Regions from separate parts of the Zea mays genome. Here region 2 is linked to region 1. Evidence: chromatin contacts called from public Hi-C data. All regions are on one chromosome and are shown on one strand. Each heading gives the region's core, a stretch centred on a gene start, on an enhancer-like site or on the middle of the called end of the contact. The rest is flanking DNA. Distances are from core to core; before and after follow the strand shown. Region 1 holds the start of LOC100191513. Region 2 holds the start of LOC100383366 (Small RNA degrading nuclease 5).

Region 1 (4,423 bases), core at 1,280-3,779:
ATCTACTCGGATGCCACGGATCCCATAAGCCTGGCCACGGATGACAACTCCATCACCTGCAACACGACTAGAATTTTAACACGACATTGCATTGTTTACTTGTAACTGCCATGGATCAGTATATGAAGACACGCTGTTGCTACTTCTGAATTGTTCAGTAGTCGGAGTGCTGATGGCCCAGCCATTGTTGCGGCAGAAGAAGATCACCGGTGCCTCCATAACAGCCGCGAAGTTGAGCGCTGCATGGAAGTCTCCCTGAGAAATGTTCATCTGTCAGGAAGGCTGGATATAATGGCACTGGCAAGCGACTGGTCAGTGGCTGGAGAGCTTTCATCTACCTCACTTGTCCCACCGTCCCCAAAGTATGTGATGGCACACGCGTCCTTCTTGTCCATCTTCAGAGAGTAGGCAGCTCCAACAGCATGAGGGAGCTGTGTTCTGGGAAAAATAAGGAAGAATGGAACATATGACCTTCACTCGCAAGACCTTTCCGACGCGGAAGAGATGCTTGAGACTTACGCGATAGGTGACGAGACTGTGAAATAGTTCAGACGGTTCGACCCATAGTGAATGGGCATCTGCCTCCCTTTACCATAGTCCAGCTTGTTCCCAAAGCACTGGTTTGCAAACTCCTGCAGAGTGAAGCCACGCCATAGAAGAACACCAGGTTCCCTGTACTACATTTTGGGCTCCGCATGTCGCAGCAAAGAAATGGGGGCAGTGTGTGAATCGATTGTTGGAAAAATAGACTATATCTTTCTGCTAGATTAAGATTCAGAGGAGTGGAATAGCTGATGCACATGTACTACCTGAGGCAGCACAATGTCATCCATACTGAGCGCAGCAGCAGAGGCTATGTTGATCGCTTCCTCGCCGTTGGAAGTGAGGTAGAACGAGATCCTGCCCTGCCTCTGAGCCTCGTAGAAGATGGTATCCATGATCTGGAGCGTCACCATCTCGCTGTACATCTTCAGAGCCAGCTCCCGACTGACCTGACAAGGATGAACAGCATTAATCTTCAGAACAAGTCTCCCTCGCAGCATCTAGTCTGAAGAGAGAACTTCTCAGAACGGTGCAGTGCAGCCATCAGCGTACCTCTTGGAATCTACTTCCTGATATCGTTCTGCCGTCGTCGTCAAGCACGCGGTAGCAGTTGATCCTTTCCCTCGTCGATTCTGGAAGGAAGTTCATTTCGGCCACAAAGGATACTTTCCCTCCTGGAAAGTCAACTGCCTACAAGATTTGACGGCACACGAATGCGTGCAAATTTAAATCAGCGTCGGTGGAAGAAAACAGTCTCGGGTGGTCAAATTTACCCGTCTTGGAGAGACAGTTGGTCTCATTGACCATGCCAAAGAGACAGCACTTTGTTTGGTTTGTATATAAAAGAGAAACAAAGTGCAGTAAAGACATGGAGATGTTCCTAATCATTGGGTGTCGTCACCCTTTGACACGGAAAGCAAACGTATTATACTAAGCTAATACTACCAGAGAAGATTGGCACTACCATTCCAGATGAAAGCACGTCACTATCTAATACAGTCATCAGGCAGTCAACCAACCACAGGGAAATCAGCAACCAAATCCATCCTCTCTTATTATCTGCCTTGTTTACTAATTGTTGTCAATTCTATCCACAATTGTCCTCCGCGACCTGTTACCTTCAGTTTCAAAATTCAGAAAAGAGTTGGTGTAACGGTGGCTATCGGAGTCGGTCGACAAGTTGATGACGTGACCGAATTTTGGATCGCAGAGGAAGAACGTGAAGAACACAGATGGAATGGGGAAAAAAACTACTGTGCTTCAGAAAGGATGGATGCATCATGCATGCACCGGGCTAGCGAGTACCGACAAGTTACACCAACCAGGCAACCAGGTCAGGGAGCATAGAGCAGATGGGCAAGAAGAGATGCCTTAAGCCTTGATATTATATTATCTGCAGCTCCTGGAATTTGTATCAGAGGATTGGTCCTTCCAGATCCCACAAAGGCAGAGAATTTGCTTATTTGAAATCAGGAAAGAGCTACATGGCCCGATCCAAAAGTTCATACTAGCAGTTCAGAATCTATCTAGCTGCTGCTCTGGTCGACGCATACCTGCTGATCGCCGGCTGCGAACCCGCTCTCCGGCTCCTCGTCGACGACAGCCGCCGCAGCAGCAGCAGCGCTGCTCTCCCCTGCGAAGCGCCGGACGGAGCAGAAGCCCCGGCGGCTTGTGTCCAGCGCTGGTGACCCAAGGGCCGCCTGCGGCACCGAGCCCAAGAACCACGAACTGGTGGGTTGGCCGGAGCCGTGGCGCGCAGGACGCGGAGGAGGCCTCCTGGCGGCGGCACGGCGCGCCAGCTGGGACGACGCTCTCGCTAGCCAGAGCGACGCCATGTCAGACACACACACACACAATCACACTGTGCGTGCTCTGCTCGGCCGAGCTCCAACAATCCTCTCGCCAATGGTCTGCCCTCTGCCTAGCTCTGCTCGGGGAGAGAGAGAGAGAGAGAGATGTATTTATAGGTAGCTGTGTTGGAATCGGATAGAGCTAGACGACACGAGGAAGCAAGCGAGCAATGGAAGATGTGCGTGTCGAGGAGAGGGACGGACACTGAGCTGGAAAGATAAGTGTGCGGGGAAGAGAGCGCAGCGAGGAGCATGGAGGGAGAGAGGAGGAGCAGACGGGCACGGCTCGCTGGGAGAGCGACGACGAAAAAAGCAGGGCTCCGCCGGCGCGTGGGACCGGTCTCTAGGGGAGTTGAGCATGGGCGGGAATGGTGACAGAGGTCGACGTCAGCAGGTTCATCCTGGTAGGTGAGGGAGGGGCCGGTGACAAAGCAGGATCATGTTTGTTTGTTAATGAAACACGTGGTCCTGGCGTCCTGCTGCTGCTAGGGATAGGATGGTGGATAGTGGGGTTGCTGAGAGCGGGAAAGCGGAGGAAGGTTCGAGAAAACTAATATTATCTTTTATGAGTTTATTTCTTAAATTTTTGAAACAACAACATTTTTCATACCAGCATTAAATATTAGGGCCCCTTTGGTAGGGCTTATTTTTTAGCTTCAGCTCTGGCTCATGCAAAAGTTGTGCCAAATACCTCTTTTTCAAATGGCTTCACCAGTGAAGTGCTTTTCCAAAATGAACTAGAGGGCATGAGCCAAAAAAGTGGCTCACCCGGCTTCAGCTCACGTCATTTTTGCACAATAGCCCTCCCACCAGTCCAAATTATTTTTTTTGTCCTGTCCTCAATCCCTAGCCACGTACAGGAGAGATCTATAAAAAGTAAACTATACAATGGTCTTTCTGAAAAACAACCTATAAGCCGTTTTGCCAAATGATTTTTCAGAATGGCTTTGGCTCATCTAAAAAAGTGGCTTCACCTCATGAGTCAGAGCCAAAGCCGTTTTTGGAGAAGCCAGAGCCCTGCCAAAGGGGCCCTTAGTTTATATAAAAAACATAAGGTAGTCACGAATCAACTTATTCTATTTGACAAACTAAATAAAAAACAAGAAAAATGGGATAACACCGGACTATATCATTCCACCAATCGAACACCTCTCTGCGCTCTTAATGTTTCCGCTTTCCTTTGGCTAGCAAAAAAATCCATTTATATTCTTTGTTATATATGGGTAAGGCTATTGAAAGCCCTAGTCTTCCAAAGATATGGTGCACGCCCTAGTCATATATGTACCATCTGACCAGACTAGTCCCATCCAACCAGACCTGGTCGCCTTCACCTCGCGCCCATCCCTGCATGCGCGCCTTCTTTTTTCTATTTGCATGCGCAATAAAATTAGAAGGATTAGCACAAATTTACGACCTGTTTGGATTGACAAATGAACTCATCCGGAATCATCCGAACCTAAATTCGAACCTGCATGTTCTGTTTGGTTTGTGTCACGAGGTAAATCCATCCGTCATCAAGCCATCCTTCGTAGCTTTCTCCATAGGCGGTCGAGCTGGTTCCTTGAAAAAGCAGCGGATGACCTCGTCCTTCTGATCTCTAACCCATGACGGATGATTTAACTCCGGGCTACATGATGCTGCAATCCAAACACGTCATTAGTAGATGGATTGATATGCATATAAACAAAAAATCTGATTTAAATACTTTATTCTGTCCATAAATATAGGATCTCTATAACAGTCATACAGTTAATCTCGTTAGAAACATTTTATGATATATACTGATACTAATTATGCTACACATTGTAGTTATTTATGCAATACTGTAAACCACATAAAAATTAGTTTTTCCTGCTGCATGTGCACAAAATTTAGGATGAAAAAAATGTGTGTTGAGAAGAAATGGATTGACATTTATGGAAACAAAAAATCTGATTTAAATGCTTTATTTCTCCCATAAATATAGGATCTCTACAAACAACCATGCAGCTAGGCATGCTAGAACCAGTTTATGATATATACTGATACTA
Region 2 (4,423 bases), core at 516-3,015, 680 kb before region 1:
AAAAAATGCACAAACCTTGAAGCTAAAACAGGTTTTGGATTGCCACATAATTCTTTCAGAGAAGAAAGAAGTCGAGTGTGTGACATATATAAAGTTGCATCAAGGCCAGGAACATATAGTAGGACAACTTTGGGTATAAGAGGTTTGTTCTGAAACACAACAACATAAAGATAGTAAATATTTATGAAAGGTGACAAATAACCTACAACTAATAGAATAAGAAATCAAATGCCAAGAGTGGGTTGATCACTGAAATGCGTTGAAAGAAAGAAGTCAGTTAAGACTAATTAAGTGTGATGAGGATAACAGCAAGAAGAGACCAAGCTCTACAAAATGAAACTAAGATAACTTGTCAATACCTCAAAAAAGCAACACATGTTTGAAAGACCACAATGAGAAGGACAAGTACCTTAACAAACACCCAAGAAGGCAGCATGCCATCACCAATAACCCAAGTAACTAGACCCTGAACATCCTGCATTCGAACAAAAAAATGGTTCTTAACTAAACTACAAGAACAAAAACAGTTTTCACAAGTCAAATTTCATTGAGCTTTTGTTATGAGCTAACCTGCAGATTTAACGTAGAGTTTAAAGCAGCCTCCTTAAAAACCACATCAGGCTTTGCCTAGACAGGATAAACAAGAAGACACAATATGAGTTGGAAGCACAGAAAATACAAAAAAAGGCAGCTATAATGTCTATTAGCAAAGCAAGCAGGAAGGACCACAAGAATGATTCGCCAACAAGAAGACAACTAAATGAATGTTTAAGAGTACACTATTAAATCAACAAATCGGCAGCATGGCATCACCAAATAGTCAATTATTATGCCATGTCCATAGCTCTAGTACAAGTGATTTTGGATTGAACTTCGAGTGTCCCTAATTTGATGAGTGATCCCTAAGTTGATGAGCAGGCTCTGATGTCTGAACACAATATGGATAGCATTACTGTATCACTTTACAATTCGAACAAGAGGAGTCCCACTTTGCTACCTATCAAGGAATCAGTCAGGGTTCACACCTTCAAAATTCAAAATATAGAACTCCTAAGCAAACAAGCTACAGGAGTGTTCAAGCTGTGTACTTGAAAAATGTCGGGTCAGCTCAAGGCGCATCAATGGATCAATCAAGTAAGCCCTCATAGTTTCACAACCTATCAGCATTGCTTCACATCCATACATTCGTTTGCACAAATTTGCTCTGAAACAACAGTGCAAACTTCATAGGTACAGTTCAAGCCCACCAACAGTAGCAGCATTAACACAAAAATCCACCATCACTACAAATCTCATGGTAATCAACGAACATTGGTGTAAATCACAGTCCAAACAGTCATGATGCAATGCAACATCCCCTCTTTCAATCTCAGCGGAACTCCTACTCCAAGAATACCAAGCAATCAAATTAACATAGTCGTACCTAACACCCCCCCCCCCCTGCAGGCTGCAGCACCCAATTTTGCCATACAACGGGGATTAATAAATCCATTAAAAGAACAACAGTGAACGAAGAACTGCGAGTTTTTTTAAAAAAAATGAACCAACTCAGCTCTAACTGATGACAAGTTCCCCTTTATGTCACACCAAAGCCATAATATTCCGAGAGGGGGGAAGCGAGAGGCGAAGAAGCAAGAGAACACGTACATTAGGGCCGTACAAGTCGTATAACATGGAAGAGGAGGAGCCGCCGTTGCCGTTGCCGGATGCGGTCGACATGGAGACCGCCGCCTACGACGAGGTGGATGCCCTAACGCCTAACGCTTTGCCGCTCTCAAAACTTGCAAAAAGAAAAACCCGCCGAGACCCTTTTCTTCGGCTGTCGAACTTGAACTGGGGCTTTTCTGCAAATATATCTTTCATTTCCTTTCCGCTCAAACATTTCCTATATATGAAATTTCCTATATATGAAGGCTGGTACAAAACGGACTCTCTCGCAGTGTCCACGTCACCTAAAATGTTTTCACGCGTGGGATTTCTGATCAACGGGTCGTCTTCCAATGACCGTAAGCCCTCACTACCTTCTCTTGCCGCAGCTGTCGCGACAAGTCAAGATGGTTCCAGAGCCAAGATGAGTTGATGACGGTAAAAAAAACCTACTCCTATGCATATTCCTCTCCGCGACGACCCCTATCGTCGCCACTGCCTGTTCGGGACGCTGCCAGGGACTCGATTGGAGTCAACGCCACCTCCTCCCCCGCCCCCAAGCGTTGTCACAGCGGCGGCTCCAGCCGCTGCCAACAGCTTCACCCCCTCCCACCCCCCCAAACGTCACTGCCATGCCGCCGTGGGCCGGAGCGGCATCCACTACCTCTTAAAAGGTCGGCGTAGTGCCAGTGTGGTCCACCACCTGGAGCCCCCTACAAAACACAGCCGTAAGTTTCGGGAACGCGAATCTGTTGCCCTCCGTCAACTCAGAAATGGCGGCGGGTCCAGGAGGTTTTCGATCTGCGACCCCCGCAGCAGGCTGCCCATCACACCGGTTCTTCCGCCGGCCATGACGCCTTCGCGCCCTCGGCCGGTGCAGCCACGGGGCCACCCTTCTCGATGTTGGCCAGGGGCGTATGCGCTGGTGTGGACGTGTGGTAAATGGTGGACAATCCAAGAGGTCCTCAGTCGGCGACCGCCATAGCAGGGCGTCCGTTTCTCCCACCGGCCATGACGCTGCATGGATAACAATGGATCCGTTGTCTAGCCATTATGCATGCAACTTACTAGTTTGCGTTGCAGACATCTGTTCCATTAGAAGTAGCTATACAAACTCATTGCTTTTACACATTTTTGCTTGTTGTTTCGATTGCAAATTAGGTTGCAAGGTGTAGAACTGGAAGAAATTCTTTGTTGTTTTTTGTGAAGATTCCTGTGGAGAAAGAGATTGATGTTGTTGTTGATTTTGTGGAACCTACAAGGCCATGTACATACATATCTTACTGGGAGTTCGCTTCGCTTTTTAGTCAAAAATTTGGTGAGCGAGTTTGGGTTCATATCCAAGTTGTTACCCCACTGCTATTCAGAAATATGTTTGTTCACTCTTTGATAATTGAAAGTCACTTAGAGGGGGTGAATAGGCGAAACCTGAAATTTATAACTTTAAACACGCACTAAGATCGGGGGTTAGGGTTAGAATTAAATTCAAGTCGGAAAGAGAGGGAAAACAAATCAACCAAGAAATAAGGCGAGTGAACACGGTGATTTGTTTTGCCGAGGTTCAGTTCCAAAGAACCTAGTCCTCGTTGAGGAGGTCACAAAGACAGGGTCTATTTCAACCATTTCTCTCACTCTCTCAAACGGTCACTTAGATCGAGTGAGCCTTCTTCCTTAATCTCACGGGTCACTAAGACCCCGCAAGGACCACCACACACTTGGTGTCTCTTGCTTTGCTTATAAAGCACTTGATAATAAGAGAAAGAAAAGAAAGTCCAAGCCAAGCAACAAGAGCAACAAAGAACACAAGAAAACCCTCTCTCAAGTTGTCGGGGACCATAATTAGGGGTACCCTCAAGACTCCTAAATCTCAGCTGGTAACCCCCATCAGCACAAAGCTGCAAAGGCCTGATGGGTGCGACTAAGTCAAGGATCGGTCCATTCGAGGGACGCGATCACGCCTCGCCCGAGCCCAGCCTCGGGCAAGGGCAGCCGATCCTGAAGGATTTACGTCTCGCCCGAGGACCCCCTCCAGCAACGGGCACACCTTCGGCTCGCCCGAGGCCCAGTCTTCGCCAAGAAGCAACCTTGGCCAAATCGCCACGCCAACCGACCAAATCGCAGGGGCATTTAATGCAAAGGTGGCCTGACACCTTTATCCTGACGCACGCCCTCAAGTCGACAGAGCCGAAGTGACCGTAGTCACTTCGCCGCTCCACTGATCGGTCTAACAAGAGGACAGCGTCGCCTGCGCCGCTACGACTGCTGTGCCACTCGACAGAGTGAGGCTGACAGCAGCCAAGCCCGGCCTCAGGCGCCATAAGAAACTCCGCTTCGCCCGACCCCAGGGCTCGGACTCGGGCTCAGCCCCGGAAGACGACGAACTCCGCTTCGCCCGACCCCAGGGCTCGGACTCGGGCTCAGCCCCGGAAGACGACGAACTCCGCTTCGCCCGACCCCAGGGCTCGGACTCAGCCCTGGCCTCAGCCGACGGTCTCCGCCTCGCCCGACCCAGGGGCTCGGACTCGACCTCGACCTTGGAAGACAGACTCGACCTCGACCTCGGAGGAGCCTCCACATCGCCCGACCCCAGGGCTCGGACTCAGCCCTGGCCTCAGCCGACGGTCTCCGCCTCGCCCGACCCAGGGGCTCGGACTCGACCTCGACCTTGGAAGACAGACTCGACCTTGACCTCGGAGGAGCCTCCACATCGCCCAACCCAGGGCACGGACCGACCACGTCAACAGGAGGCGCCATCATTACCCTACCCCAAGCTGAC

The links. Hi-C and Micro-C count contacts between places; a contact is called where the count stands out from the background.
Region 2: a Hi-C map of ear shows a contact between it and region 1, with 2.7 times the contacts expected there. The contact joins the promoter of LOC100383366 here to the promoter of LOC100191513 in region 1. A contact is called at or near these places in 2 of 25 Hi-C or Micro-C datasets (ear and tassel).

The regions. Positions count from the first base shown.
Region 1 is chr10:15,638,574-15,642,996 of Zm-B73-REFERENCE-NAM-5.0, reverse strand. It overlaps LOC100191513, which reads right to left and starts at 2,529. Exons shown (of 9, transcript NM_001136945.1): 1 at 2,097-2,529; 2 at 1,096-1,233; 3 at 810-992; 4 at 520-677; 5 at 339-438; 6 at 144-255; 7 at 1-56. The coding sequence starts at 2,378.
Region 2 is chr10:16,322,648-16,327,070 of Zm-B73-REFERENCE-NAM-5.0, reverse strand. LOC100383366 (Small RNA degrading nuclease 5) reads right to left here and starts at 1,765. Exons shown (of 15, transcript NM_001362072.1): 1 at 1,648-1,765; 2 at 571-627; 3 at 410-475; 4 at 16-149. The coding sequence starts at 1,719.